Linked DNA regions of Mus musculus: region 2 is linked to region 1. A link is a contact called in public HiChIP or PLAC-seq data. All regions are on one chromosome and are shown on one strand. Each heading gives the region's core, a stretch centred on a gene start, on an enhancer-like site or on the middle of the called end of the contact. The rest is flanking DNA. Distances are from core to core; before and after follow the strand shown.

The links. HiChIP or PLAC-seq counts read pairs in DNA pulled down with a chosen protein or histone mark.
Region 2: a contact with region 1 is called in a FOXA1 HiChIP or PLAC-seq map of pancreatic cancer cells. The contact joins the enhancer-like site here to the promoter of 2700054A10Rik in region 1. A contact is called at or near these places in 2 of 39 promoter capture datasets (the SN4741 cell line and hippocampal neurons), 1 of 484 Hi-C or Micro-C datasets (cortical neurons), 2 of 115 datasets of contacts at active chromatin or transcription factors (bone marrow-derived dendritic cells and pancreatic cancer cells) and 1 of 9 other capture datasets (liver).

The regions. Positions count from the first base shown.
Region 1 is chr17:13,552,580-13,555,473 of GRCm38.p6, reverse strand. 2700054A10Rik (RIKEN cDNA 2700054A10 gene) reads left to right here and starts at 1,380. Exons shown (of 4, transcript NR_045437.1): 1 at 1,380-1,461.
Region 2 is chr17:13,824,033-13,826,876 of GRCm38.p6, reverse strand. It overlaps Afdn (afadin, adherens junction formation factor), which reads right to left. Exons shown (of 33, transcript NM_010806.1): 9 at 890-934. Among named protein-coding and RNA genes, the nearest start is that of Tcte2, 64 kb to the right of the region's middle. Within about 2 kb of position 1,271, at least 10 of the 459 cell types and tissues checked have an H3K27ac peak or open chromatin away from gene starts, as enhancers often do. A contact at or near this core is called in liver and pancreatic cancer cells, where this site is marked.

The DNA.
Region 1 (2,894 bases), core at 131-2,630:
TGTCTCCACCCTTGATACTAAGGCCACACCTAACTCACCTCACCAGCCCAGTGAGGGTTCACTGGCCACAGGACAGAAGTGGCTCTGACACGGGGACTCTGTAAGCTAGCAGCCCTCCAGTGAGGTTGCTCTCAGGAGACAGGCACACTCTCTACTCTGTTCTCCTCAGAAGATTAATCTGTAACCTGTGAAACTACCTCAGGAGAAGAGGAAGAAATATTTTATTAGAGAATTTTTAAAAAAGTATTCAAGCCTACAAGCAAGAGAAGGGCCACCTAGCTGTCTCCTCTGCTGCTGCGGTCAGTCTGCTCAGCAACCTGCTGGGAGTCTGCAGCTTATTACCCCTGTCCTCTTTGGCTCCCCAGTCCTACTGTTAGGACTGCCCTGCAGTTTACAAACAGCATGAGAGCTGGGCTGCAAAGAGCCTTGTTTTCTAAAGCCATTCTAGGATCGACGCTCACCAGCGGGGGAGGAGTTGAGTGAATTCTGAGTCCACCAAAATGAGCCACTGAGTAACAAGTCATTGCAAAGAGGGCGAGGCCACAGCCTATGGGCAAGACACCTTGCAGGGGAAGGACCTCTCATTGGCATTAGGAGTATGTGAGGTCCCTAAGACAGAGATTACCGACAGGTTTGATAGCTAAGCAGAGTTAAGCCTCAGAGGCAGAGTGATGAATCTCTGATAGCCTTCACTGTAGCTGCAGCTGCTGGGGGAAGGGAGGAGATGGCAGAAACAACCATAACAAAAGTCTTTTGCTAAACATTTTAACCAGTTAAGTATATGCAGAGACAGACCACGGACGAGATTAAGATCTTTTAGCAATTTGACGGGTGGGGGGTTTCTCTCCCCATGTAGGGTTTGACAGATCTTCCCTGACTGGTCCTATTTTCACCCTCTTTGTGTTTTCCCAGTCAGCCAATCAGGTGCAGCATCCTTACTGTGACCCTACATTTAATTCCAAGACTTCAGAGGAATTAGCGGGTTCTTGGCACTCTGGCATGTACACACACACACACCACACACACACACACACACACACACACACACAAATAACAAATAAATGCATCGAACATTTGAACAGTAACTTTCCTTAAGGGAAATGCACAGAAGATTTGAGTTAAAAACTCTGAGCTATCAGAAGAGGCTTGGTCACATGTTCACGTTGCATCTATAGTAAAACAAAACAATTTGAAAGTTTCTTTGAAATCATGGTGATAAGAAGCAAAGGGCCTAGCAATGTAAAAGAATGTGGAGAAATAGAAACCAAGCCAATTTGAAATACATGTTTCTGTCAGGGGGCGGGGTAGTGTGATTTTTGTTTTATTAATTTTTAATCTTTTGGGGAAGAAAGTCACTTTAATGTCCTGTTTTCCTTTCTAGGTTTATTTAAGGTTCTCTGCTGTCCACTGAGTTTGTGAAGCCCCCTGACTGTGAAGCCTAAGGAGAGGACCTGCCTGCCTGTATGTATTCAAGGCAACCTGGTCATAAAAGAAGCTGAAAAGAAAAGCAAGCAGCTTTGAATTGAGCTAAGAAGCAAGTGTCGATGGGGATAGGGAGTGGATATACTTCCCGGCCCACTTCCATGCATGCATGCCCTGGTTTGCTCTCTGTTGCTATGGTGAAACATGACCAAAAGCAACTTCGACAGGAAAGGGTTTATTTGGCTTACATATGCTGGATCACAGTCTATTTAGGCAACCTGGAGGCAGGAGCTGATGCAGAGGCCATGGAGGGATGCTGCTTACTGGCCTACTCCCCATGGCTTGCTCAGCCGCTGTCATATACTAACCAGGATCACCTGCCCAGGGGTAGTCTCACCCACAATGAGCTAGACTGTCTCAGATCAATCATCAATCAAGAAAATGCCCCACAGACTTGCCTACAGGCCAATCTGAGAAAGGTGTTTTCTCTCTTGAGGTTTCTCTTTCCACAGAATTCTCAAGTGTGTCAAGTTGACCCAAGACTAACCAAGACACTTGTGATTGCACAAACAGTACATAATTATTCTGTGTGTTTTATCTATGTGCCATTGATAAGAGAAGAATATCAAAGACGTTCTAAATGAAGTGACAGACTGGAAGGTGGTGGATAGTGAGTTTATCTTAAGCGATAGCTTTAGTCTAAGCCAAAATAGAAAAACAAAGAGCCATTCCACATTCCTGGAGCCAATAGTCTAAGAAGGACAAACCTTCTTTACCTCAGAGCTACTCTTGTCCCATGTTTCCACAGCCTCTGTCCTGTCACCAGCCAGCAAGAACAGACAGCACAGCACAGCACAGCACATTACAGACAGCAGAGACAGCACAGCACAGCACAGACAGCACAGACAGCACAGACAGCACAGCACAGCACAGCACAGCACAGCACAGACAGCACAGAGAGCATAGCACAGACAGCACAGCACAGCACAGCACAGACAGCACAGCACAGCACAGACAGCACAGCACAGCACAGACAGCACAGCACAGACAGCACAGCACAGACAGCATAGCACAGACAGCACAGCACAGCACAGACAGCACAGCACAGCACAGACAGCACAGCACAGCACAGACAGCACAGCACAGCACAGCACAGACAGCACAGCACAGACAGCACAGCACAGCACAGACAGCACAGCACAGCACAGACAGCACAGCACAGCACAGCACAGACAGCACAGCACAGACAGCACAGACAGCACAGCACAGCACAGCACAGACAGCACAGCACAGCACAGCACAGACAGCACAGCATAGCACAGCACAGCACAGACAGTACAGCACAGCACAGACAGCACAGCACAGACAGCACAGACAGCACAGCACAGCACAGACAGCACAGCACAGCACAGCACAGACAGCACAGCACAGACAGCACAGCACAGCACAGACAGCACAGCACAGCCACAGAC
Region 2 (2,844 bases), core at 22-2,521, 270 kb before region 1:
AACAGAACATCTAGTCCAAGCAGAGGGAGGCTGGCAAATGAGAATGGCTGGAAGTTTGGTGCCTCTGACCTCTCTCCCCATGGCAACCCACCTCCATCTCTAGACTGGAAGCTGATGGTCACAAGCAGGAGTATTATGGATGTTCCTTCAACCTCCATTCCAACTGTCTTCCACCTCCAGGGAGCACTCTACATAGTCCATAGCACCTGAGTGCCTCTCCAGTGGAAAATTAGGATATCTGAAGTGCTATAGGCCAGCCATAATCCGACTCAGGGCAGATACAATAGGCTACCAAAACCCTAGCCAAGTTTCATAATGCAATTTTCCCTCAGATTGTGACATACTGACAAATATTTAATATACTACAAATTGTGGTGTTGGAACTTATGTTTAAATATAAATTCTATGACCATCTAATATACAGCTAAATACACAGCCTTACAGGAAACTGCATCAAACATATTTCGGGTGCCTGGGTGATAACTACATCCATTACATGAGGTCACTCACTACATGAGCTTCTGGTTTCACGTCAGCACTTAAAGCATTTCAAATTTTGGGATGAGATGTTCTTTAAGATGAAAGGGACACAGGCCATAACACAGCTCAAGAGCATTTAATGGCCCTTTGCTTGCATGCTACAAGTCTGCACTCAATCCTGTGTCTGCATTCACTTCCCAGAGGGAACTTGGGAAAATAAGCATTTAAAAGGGGAGGTGGGGGCTTCCAATAAATAATCTGGGTTCTGGACACAGAACACTAAATAGATATGAATAGAAAGCCAGCATGTTACACTTCTTACACATACAGTGTCTGCTCAGTCAACATTGTTCACCTAGGAGGTCCTGTTAGTGCCCCAATTACAAAAGTAGTATAAGCAGAGCATTACCTTCGTAAGTGTGATAGCTGTAGTAGGCAAAGTGATTCCTTCTCCCTGGGATTAAGAGACATGCCAGGACCCAGGTGAAGGCAGCATCAGCAGGACAGAGACCATGCAGAACAGGTGGAAGAGGGAAGGAGGAGAAGAGATGCAAAGGGTGAGCTTCAGTAAGATGCTTCAAAGGAAGAACTGGCACATTTTACCCACCAGCATTCAGAGCTGTGGGGAAAAGACTACAGTAGACCCAGTCAGTGTTTTAGAAACCAGTGCAGACTGTTAAGGAAAACAGCGGGGTAACAGGTGAGTCACCAAGCAGCAGGACAGCTTGTGTTAACAGTGAGTTAACCTTATAGGTTACCACCCCACTTGGCTGGCTCCCTCCGTTTAAAGGGCACATTCAAATCCAACACACAAGAGAATCAGTACCCTGGCTTCCATTCTTCTGTAATCCTGTAAACACACCTGCACCTCTGAAAATTCCTGCCAATACCTCCCAGTCTTCCACATTGAGGGCACACACTTAACTGACAATGTGCCTAATGCAAATATAGTCCTTATCCACCCATAACATATCAATATGCATGAATATTTCTCATAATGCAAAGTGACACAGCTCTGAGGCAACAAAGACCTTATTCTAGCACTCAGGCCCTACCAGCAAACCTACCACCCTTAGGACAAAAACAATGTTTCCTCATTTTGGATATGAAGGTAGCTCTCACAAGCAGCCCAGAGACTTAGAAGGGAGTGTGGATCTGGAGAGGCACTGAAATTAAACTGAGTTCATTACCTGCTATCAGAGACAGTCTTTCTTAGCTATCTTCATATCCATTGATCTGCTTACATAGGAGCTCGATAAATGTTGCCTGAAGGTAACCAAGTGCTAAGAAAGGTACTGGTGAATATGCAACTGTGTTGTTGCTAGCATTTGATGAAAAGTAGGACAGAACTGACCTTTATCCAGGGTCTGCCATCTTTGAAACACAAAACATTAAATGCATGCGGTTATCTGACAGACAAGTAAAAATTAAGCAAACCATGGAAGCAGTCATTAGATACGAGGGTTGGGCCAATCTATGCTGTTACCACTCTATGTCTGAAGCCCAGAATGGTGTCTGATGTAGCCTCTCTGCTGTCTACCAAAGTCTATTTTCTACTATACATTTAAAGATTACTGTCAACTGCTAACAACTAAGACTCTCAAACTACCACACATAAGTTCTCCAACCAATGCAACATTTTGATGGACAGACCCATCCTTGAAAAAGACCCTCAAAGTTTTCAGTTAAAACCCAATGGCATTTTCACCATTTCTCTTCCTTCCTTCAGGTAAACAGGCACCATGTCCTTACATCACAGAACATCTCTGACTAACAGTGAACTCCTAGTCAGAGAATTGAGGACAAAGTAGCACCAATAATTCTTCACAAACTGCCTAGCAATGAATACAGGTCCTCAAACATAATAAATATGAAACTACTACCCTAAGAACCACACGGCCTTGGCCATAAATTAGAGTGGCTTTCACACTTTACTATTCTATTCAGCATCGGTGTATCTCAGCTATCTCCTAAGACTGTTGAACCACAAAGAACATATCTAATCTCTAGTTAATTATAATAGCCAGCTGGGAAAAACCGAAGCAGCCTTAGAAATAAAAATGAACACTGAAACCTGAAGGAGAGAGTTGGAAAAACCTGCCCAAGGAACCACATATTATTAATGTAATATATCCTTTTTAATGCTATTTTTCTGTAATTACTGACTTTTATTTTAGTTCCTTACCAGAAGAAAGTAGATAAAATATCTTCACAATATTTAATAATACAGGCCACATAATACCATTTAAACTAAATTGACAATAATGTGATTTTGGCTGACTGATAAACATGTTACATAGAGCACATACATGCTAATACATACTACATGAGAATGTATGTATCTGTAACATACTTATGGAATTT